2 separate regions of the Danio rerio genome follow, and region 1 is linked to region 2. A link is a contact called in public HiCAR-type data. All regions are on one chromosome and are shown on one strand. The core of a region is the stretch at or near the end of the contact, and the rest is flanking DNA. Distances in the headings are between cores, read along the strand shown. Region 1 overlaps gse1b (Gse1 coiled-coil protein b). Region 2 overlaps gse1b (Gse1 coiled-coil protein b).

Region 1 (4,630 bases), core at 1,985-4,484, 220 kb after region 2:
GAATTGCTCATGATATGAATATTATCAGGATTGTTGAATATAATCGCCATATGTCTAGTCCTATGTTTTTTGGAGGGGATCCGGATGAGTGCATTTTGGCCCCAGATGCAAGCGTTGAGAACACCACAGCAGTGTGTGAAAGTAGCTTCTGTAATCCCTGTGGTGGCGATAAGACACGGCTAAACAAACGCAGTGCAAGCAGCGCTGAAGCCAGAGATAAGACACACACACGCTCGCCCAGACCTTGTCTTATCACCCTGCAGTTCATACAGCATAGTGCTCACATTGTGTGTGTTCTGTCCAGGTCTGCGGCCGTTTTGTCACAGTGTGTAAGTGTGTCGGAGGTTCTTGAGTGTCGTGTGGTGGGGTGAAGCAGCAGGGCAGTTTAACGTCACAGTATCACTTACAGCTCAGTCCCCATAATCGCCACACTGGTCGACTGTCCTCAGCTGACAGGAAACCCTTAGGGGCTGCAACAGAGGTGGCCCAAAATCCTCCACACCAACACAATACATAAAAAGGCAGCATTCTTCACTCCCCACAGTGCTCACACACTGTTGTTCTGCTAGTGCTGTCTTCAATAGTCTCTGCGCATGACACACACACACACACACACACACACAGGAGAAAGGCTTCATTATGAACCACCTGGAAGTGCCACAGCCAGCTGCCAGATCAGCTGAATGTCATATGGTGTGTGTGTGTGTGTGTGTGTGTGTGTGTGTGTGTGTGTGTGTGTGTGCGCGCATGTGTGTAAGTGTGTGTGCGTGTAAAGCTGAAGTCGCTCATGTATTTCTCTATCCAGCAGTTTTAGCAGTGTAGAAAGCACACGTGACTTTAAAGAACTGTCACATTAAAGGAGACCTATTATGATCCTTTTTACAAAATGTAAAATAAGTCTCTAATGTCCCTAGAGTGTTTATGTGAAGTTTCAGCTCAAAATACCCCACAAATACTGTTTTTTAACTCTTTGAAACTGCCTACTTGAGTCAAATTTTGCCGTTTTTAGGACTGTCACTTTATATTTAATTTTAAGCTCCCAGTCTTCTTTTAAAAATGATCTTCGACAGGAATTATTTGAAAACACAAAGAATGGATGGCTGCTTCACACTCAGGGATGTTTATGCTAATGAGACAGAAAGATTGTCACTAATGAATGGGAATTTCCGCCTCCGATGACACGCACAAAGGAAGAATGTTAATCAAAGTGTTGTCCTGATTGTTTTTATCCAGTGTGATTATAAAAAATAGAATTAATATATTTTCACCATTAGAGGCTGGGTATATTCACAAACACTTGCCACACAACTGTGTTTGTGTTCAACCCTTATAAAAGTGATTTTTACATAAAAGGTCTCATTTAAGCTTAAATCTCTTAGGTCATGTGTCCACCACACTTTTAGCTAGCTGAAAATGTTAGCACTTTTTGGAAAAGCCTAGCTGTACATATTTGAAAACATGCAACTTTGCATTCCTGGATAAAAACAAATGCAAGTTCTACTTGCCAAGTTGAGGACCAAGGAGGTAGTCTAACAATCGAACCTAAAGGCTGATTTGAATCGTGTTTTAAATACAAGCAACGGCACCTGATAGAAGGAATATTCTCCATATTACCAGGAGTTCAACCAACACCTGGAATTTATATATTGGAAACAGCTTCTATTTCTTGCAGCTGAACGACAGAAAACTGACAATGATGACATCAGGTACACCTCATGTGCTTTATTCAGTGTTAAATGCTAACAATATGAGTTTGAATGGCATTTTACATGACATTTATTGCTATACTACAGAAAGCAGCAGCAGATAGTTCACCTCAGATCTTGAAAATAAAATAAACTTATTAGAATTGACCTTTAGAACTGTGACTCAAAACCAACCCATATCAGCTATTAAAGAGGTTTAATTTGTATTATTAGATTATAAACCTTACCATTTTGTGAGGCTGTATTTTTAATGTGTTTCGTCTGGTGCAAACAGCCAAATTGCTTATCACTGCCAATCATATCACGTAGCGTGTTGTTATGACACGGTGTTACAATGTAACCTGCTCACCTTATGTTTACATTCATAATATTTATATTATTTGTTAATTTATAACCTCATGTGCAACTCTGAATCTGCGTCTCGTTTCGGAGTTTGCTACCATCCTCCAGAGCTCACATTTTGGTCACAGACACATGCTTTAAGAGAAATATGCATTTTTCCAACAAGGCAACCCGGGATGCTGAAATATAATTGGCTAAACTGGCATTGAGCGGGTTAAAAGAACCTGCACAGAATGCCCATTTTCAAAGCAGAATAACTGACTTCAGCATTGTTTTTCAGATAAACAAGAATGTTCACTCGGCGTGTCTCTTAAGTATATGCAAACATTTTATGGTATTTTTATGCTTTAGAAGAGTCAAACACTTACATATAGCACCTTTAAGATCAAATGCTTCGCCTATTATGATACTGTACTACTGGTATTTGTCCCATCATCCTTATCCTCTCTGTGATTGGCTGGCTCATTAAAGAGTGACAGTGAAGAGTGCTGTGTTTTATCAAAAGTGCAATACCCTTCAATTATTGGTAAAACATTGCCATGCTACTGGCATTAAGAAAAATGGCAATCTTATTAAAAACAACTTTAAAACCAAAGAAACAAGAGTTCAGAGGTGTCATTTGATAATTAATAAGATCTAATGCAATTTACAGTTCCCAGAATTAACACAACATGACAAAATATGTAAATGGACTATTTGGAGACCATACTCATGTTACAAGATGCCCAAGGCCTGAACAAAACCCTTCACTTGCATTTTTTCTAAATAAGGGTGAATGATGTGAAATTACGAGGTGATTTAATGTGGTGAAATATGTGTGGGTGAGTATGAGCAAGCTGCCGTGTGCTTGTCATAAAGATGAGTCTGCAAGCACTTCCAGATAGTGTTCCGTGAAAGGGGAGTGTTGTGTTTGTTTTTGTGCGGACTGTAGTTTCCTTTTTGCTGTGTGCATTCTCATTTATTCAGACTGTAGTGATAAAACCAGTCATTCTGGGTCAAGCATGTGTTTGTATGTCTGTGTGTGTATATATCCTCACACACTCTCCCCGAGGGCCATGTTAGATTGAGTCACGCACACACACGCGGGGTAATTCCAGATGAATGACAGCAGATAGCTCTGTCCTGCAGATCTGGACCGCTTTAATGAGCTGATAGGCAAATCTGTTGCTGGTTAAAGATTAAACGCTCTCCAGGGCAGCACACCTCTTATCTCAGCAGTAGGCCGCAGCACAGTGGAGCCACTGGGATTATTGTGTGTGTTTACGCATGGTCAGGTCAGAAGTGGGCTGTTCATTGGAGTCCCTGTGTGTTTTGTTATATTGTGGCTTGCGATTGTGCCAAAAGGGCAGCAGCTCTACTGTTACAGCAGATCAGCAGATTAATCTAGATTAGTAAACACTGACTTTCGTCTATTCTCACTCGTAGTTTGAAATCACAACAGACACGGCACAAGGAAAGCATACAAAGGTGGAGATGCTGATTTCTTTGTTTTTATCGCATTTGCTACTGTAGAGCTTCTGAATATATGTGATGAATGCAGTAGTTCCAATCTTATTGCAGATGGTAGCTCCCTCTGCTGGGCAACAGCACATCATGGTCATATATCAGCAGGAATCTGGGTTCACTGGCAAACGAACCACAGTAACATGCTTAGGAATCCCAGCTTTTACCTCATGGATAGAGATTAGTATTACCTTTTGAAGGCCAGGAGGCAAATTTAAAGTTCAGACAGTTGCCAGTTTACTGATAATAGAGGTCTCCACACTTCCAAAGACCAATTTATAACTCAAACTAACTGGTAGGGAGCATATTTTATTGTATAGACAGGCCTGTAGCCAGGGGGGTTCGGGTGGTGGGAAAGACTTTCCCCTCTCTGACAAAAGTCTAGAATTTGTCCCATACATGAACTCATTTGTCCTATTTTAACTGCAGTGCCATCATAAATCGTGACATTTACCCATCGAAAAAGGCTTCAAGACTAAGTGGAATCCTCTGTTGGCTGTTGCTTCGGTGTACCTTCAACTAATCAGATTTGGCCAATGCTAACAAATATTTTCATACAATCTGACGTAAGAGAAAACATCATTCCCTACCGTATTGTGTTTTACCAGAAAACATTATACATCTAACTTTTTTTTCCAAATCTTAGACCTTACTCTTAAAAACAAAAAATGAGCAATGAAAAGGTGTGAAGCACCAAAAGCAGACCATATTGAAAGTGTAAAGAATACTGCTTTGGCTATTTTGTTATCCATGAATTTTGAAATGAAAGGCTAGAAAAATGTGAAGCTCTACATTATTATTATTATTATTATTATTATTATTATTATTATTATTATTATTATTATCATTATCATTATCATTATTATGATGTTTTAATTTATTTTTTATTAAAATGGCCAAATTGTAACTGAGGAAAGTTGAATGTGCTGGCCAGTTTGTTATTTGCCCAATTTATATTTTTTTTATTAAAAAAATTTAAAACAAATTTCTATTTTTCTAATGACATATGATGTAATAAAATGTATTTTAAAAATGCATTAAAAGTATTATTTCACATTTCTCTATTCAAAGTCTTTAGG
Region 2 (4,403 bases), core at 1,022-3,521:
CATGCAAACTCCACACAGAAACGCCAACTGACCCAACCAAGACTTGAACCAGCGACTTTCTTGCTGTGAGGTGACAGTGCTACCTAGTGCGCCACAGAGTCACCAAACTGATATTTCTGTATTATATTATTCTACTTTTTATGTATAGTCATGAACATATTTGTTTTTAAAGCAAGTACCGTTCTCTGCCATTTATTATTCCCTGTCATTTTTCTTTAGATTCAAATAGCTAAAATGAGTGCACTTTCACATCGCAGCATGAGGTCAATAAAATCTGGATTAAACGTGTGCACCCAGATCTGATGCAGAAGACAGCAAAGAAGGAACAGAAGGAGAAGCAGTTGGAGCAACATATTGTTTTGGTGCACAAAAGTGTTCTTGGAGCTTCCAATGATTACATTTCAACCACTGAAGTCACATAGAATGTTTTGACAATAATTTTAAATGCTTTTATGGATTTTGATCATCTTGAGACTGTTGCTGTCTACGGAGGATCAGAAATCTCAACAGTTTAATCTAAAAATATCTTTATTTAAGTTCTAAGAGATAAAGAAATATTTCAAGGGATAATATAAAACTATAAGTACTGTATATCGGAGTCCAGTCTGCCACTTTATTTCCTCAGGCTCTTTAAAGCAAGAATGACTGTGATTGGCTGTCAATAGCTGCTTTTACACTGTGTCGTACAGTACAGCTTTGCTTACAGTTTGGCTTTGCTTAGCTCGATTTGCAGTTCCACTGGACTTCAGAGTTTGGACAGCTTAAAGTCGGTGGCATTTCCACTGTAGTTGCACTGCTTCTACTACCATGACATCATTTTCATTTCGGGTCATCTCATCCATTCCTTGGCTGCCAACGAGATGAACATCTGGACCTCTTCTACCGACAACAATGCTGACATTTAGGTGTTTTTCTTCTGGTGGTTTTGTCAATCAAACCAACAATACAATTGTGGATGCTGCTGACTATTGAAATACTGCAGGTTTGGTGTCTCATGTTGCAAATCCAATGAGCTTCGCATTGGCACGGATAGTGATGATTCTTTTGGACTAATCGGCGATCAGCAGTATGTATAAGTCATAGTTGGTAATGGAGTGGCTTTGGAACCTCACTCAAGTTGGTATTACAAAAGTATCAGGTACTATAAATACAACACAGTGGAAAAGGCCAAAAAGTAAATCATACCGAACCAAAGTGTGGTGTAAAAGCGATTAAAGTTTTATCGTCAATAAGCTAGATTTTTAAAATAAATAAAAATTTTAATTTATTTTATATTTAGACTCATTTTAGAACATTCTGGGCACTGCCAAGCATTTCTAGCTCTTACTTATCTATTGTTGGTGTTAAATGTTTTGAAGATGGTTTCACTCATAATCATACAAAGCAAAGTGGATAATGAACAGCTGAACGTTGTTCATCCTGGTTACCACAAATTTTCTTTCCAAACAAATAATTAAGCAGACACAAAATATCATCACATTCTTAAAGTGATTTGTGCTGCTATCTAACTGATTTTGATTTTATGCTACAGATAAGATCTTTAACAGTGACTCAATTCAAAACTGAACCAGATGTACAGCATTCAATAACTGAGATACCACTGTACAGCAATTCTGTGTGTGTTATCAAACTATAGCTCAATGATTGTAAAATGTGGAATTCAGCTACTTTAGACATCTAAAGATTAGAAAATAATAAGCAATAAATAGGGGCCCAGTTCACACACACACACACACACACACACACACACACACACACACACACACACACACACACACACACACACACACACACACACACACACACACACACACACACACACACACACACACACACACACACATATATATATATATATATATATATATATATATATATATATATATATATATATATATATATATATATATATATATATTCAAAGACCATAAACAATAGCAAATGGAAATTCCCCATGACTGAAAAACAGTGTGTTACTATTGTTGAATGGATCTGTGAACTCCCGAGGATTCCTCACATTCCTTCACTTCCAGTGTGTCACTACAAAGAGCTGAACTGACGCCCTTAAAACTCCACTGTGTGTGTGTGTGTGTGTGTCTGCAGGTCAAAATCCCTGTTTTTCATTTATAAGTATTGAACAAGTACACATCATATTTAAAGATTCCCTTGGCCTCATGTGAAGCTGTCTCTCTGTGTGTGTGTGTGTGTGTGTGTGTGTGTGTGTGTGGCAGCTGTTCTGAGTAAAGCCACACATGGCTCTGATTAGCATGCTGTGACTCAAGCTCTCCTCACCACACACGCTCTCACTACCCACAACCCCCTGCCCTCGGCTTGAGCAGCGTCACTGTGGCGGCAGCACTGATTTTAAGACCTTGTCAGGATTTGAGCCCCTCTCCAATGTGCTGTTCACTCACACACTTCCCTCCTGTTCTCTGTACCGTCATGAAAAAGGTAGTGTTTGATGGTAGCTGGTGCATTCTGTGTGCATCCTTCATACACGTTTGATTTCAAGTAGAAGTAGTTTTCTGATATATGTGCAGCATCAGTGTAGTTTGTGTATCTTTATGCTACTAATTCTGTCTCTTTAATAGGGGTGTAGTTTATAGGTTTGCGTTGGTGTTCAGCCAAAAAACTGTAGGTGGTGTGTCGACTACAGGAACAAGATATTTGTTTTTAAACTTTATATACAGATGGTATTTTACTGTTTCGGCACACTTGTGATAAGTTTATGGAAGTTTATTTAAATCCGTGTGTCATTCCATAAATGCTGTTATTATTAAGTGGGCAGGTACTGTACACTGTAAAAATATCTGGAAATTATTTTCCATGTTTTTCTTTCAACCTGCAGTCACTACTTTTATTTTTTCTTGTCTACGGGGATTAGAAAAATCAGTCCTGTCATTCCTGCCCAATCGAATCGCACATAGAATGTAAATCGCATCATAATTAACTACCTCAGGACATGTGTGCTTTATAATTGCAACAAACTGTTTGGAAGCATTAAAAGTTTCCAGGAGATGTCCAAATTCTTTACACGCATTGACCCAGAGACTGTGTAGAACAGGGGTGTCTAAACTTGGTACTTGAGGGCCGGTGTCCTGCAGATTTTAGTTCTAACTTGCCTTAACACACCTGCAAAGATGTTTCTAGAAAACCTAGTAAGGACTTGGTTAGCTAGTCCCGTTGTGTCTGATTAGGGTGGGAACTAAACTTTGCAGGACACCAGCCCTCCAGGACCGTGTGTGGACACCCCTGGTGTAGATGCATGTCACTGATGAGAAGATGACAGAAGTTTACTGTATGATGACCGAAATGGCCTTAAACACCCAGCAGGCACAGGAGCTCAACATGATGTCAGATTGACATTGTTCCCTACCGCTGTGGGAACATTGCATTTTGTTTGGAAATGAAAATAATGTTGACGTCAGAACTTAACATGAGGCTGACGTCAAGGTCCAACGCCCAACCTAAAATCAACCAAATATCAACGTTTGATGTTACAGATTGACATTGTGTGGAAGTTACCACTATAACGTCAATCAGATGTTGGGTTTTGGTTGCCACACTTGACAAATAAATGTCAGTATTTGACATCAATATGATGTTGGTTTAAGATGTTGGCTTGACGTTGGATTTTGGTCACTTTCTAACAACCTAAAATCAACCAAATATCAGCTTCATTTGACGTTGTCATTGGACATCAAAAAACGTTATTCTTAAGACACTGACTAGACATTGAATTTTGGTCAGTTGACATCACAACTTTAATCTAACCTAATATTTATGTCTTATGATGTTGTGTGCCTGCTGGGCAATAACTAACTGCACTACAGAATGTTACGTTTAGACACGCACAGATTACATGTAAATGCATCAGCCTATTACAGCATAATACTTATTAACAACTTTTGAGCACTATTGAAAGGACTACATTTTACTCATACTTTGAGTAAAATTTACAACAGATGCTTTTACTCTACTTGCACTACAGTTTTAGGTAAGTAATGGTACTTTTATTTGTGTATGATTTTTCGGTACTCTTTTTACCACTGGTTGGTGCATACCATGGCACAAAAACCATCTAATAAACTACCAGTAAATTCTCTGTTTATTTACAGTTATTTTTTATATATATTATTTATTTTTGTTTGTTTTGTCTACACAACAATCCATCATTCTACATTACCTTGCCTAATTACCCTAACCTGCCTAGTTACCCTAATTGACTCTATGCACGATCTCTTCCGCATTTGCGGTTAGACCGCAGGACAACTTCCAGTGTATCACAGCGTTCACTAAGAGGATAGCGCAGGTGATGATGATAGATAACATTCGCTGTTTCTAAAAGTTTCCTCGGCTTATCATGAATGACTTTAATCGAATCGTGAGACAGAGAGCCGTCA

What was found. HiCAR-type assays count read pairs that join an accessible place to other places.
Region 1: a contact with region 2 is called in a HiCAR-type map of caudal fin, with 4 times the contacts expected there. The contact joins two enhancer-like sites. A contact is called at or near these places in 2 of 18 Hi-C or Micro-C datasets (both in embryo) and 1 of 4 datasets of contacts at active chromatin or transcription factors (caudal fin).

What each region holds. Positions count from the first base shown.
Region 1 is chr18:31,985,232-31,989,861 of GRCz12tu, forward strand. All of the region lies in intron 2 of gse1b (Gse1 coiled-coil protein b), which reads left to right. Among named protein-coding and RNA genes, the nearest start is that of gins2, 67 kb to the right of the region's middle. Within about 2 kb of position 3,235, at least 38 of the 62 cell types and tissues checked have an H3K27ac peak or open chromatin away from gene starts, as enhancers often do. A contact at or near this core is called in caudal fin, where this site is marked.
Region 2 is chr18:31,761,935-31,766,337 of GRCz12tu, forward strand. All of the region lies in intron 1 of gse1b (Gse1 coiled-coil protein b), which reads left to right. Among named protein-coding and RNA genes, the nearest start is that of gse1b, 52 kb to the left of the region's middle. Within about 2 kb of position 2,272, at least 36 of the 62 cell types and tissues checked have an H3K27ac peak or open chromatin away from gene starts, as enhancers often do. A contact at or near this core is called in caudal fin, where this site is marked.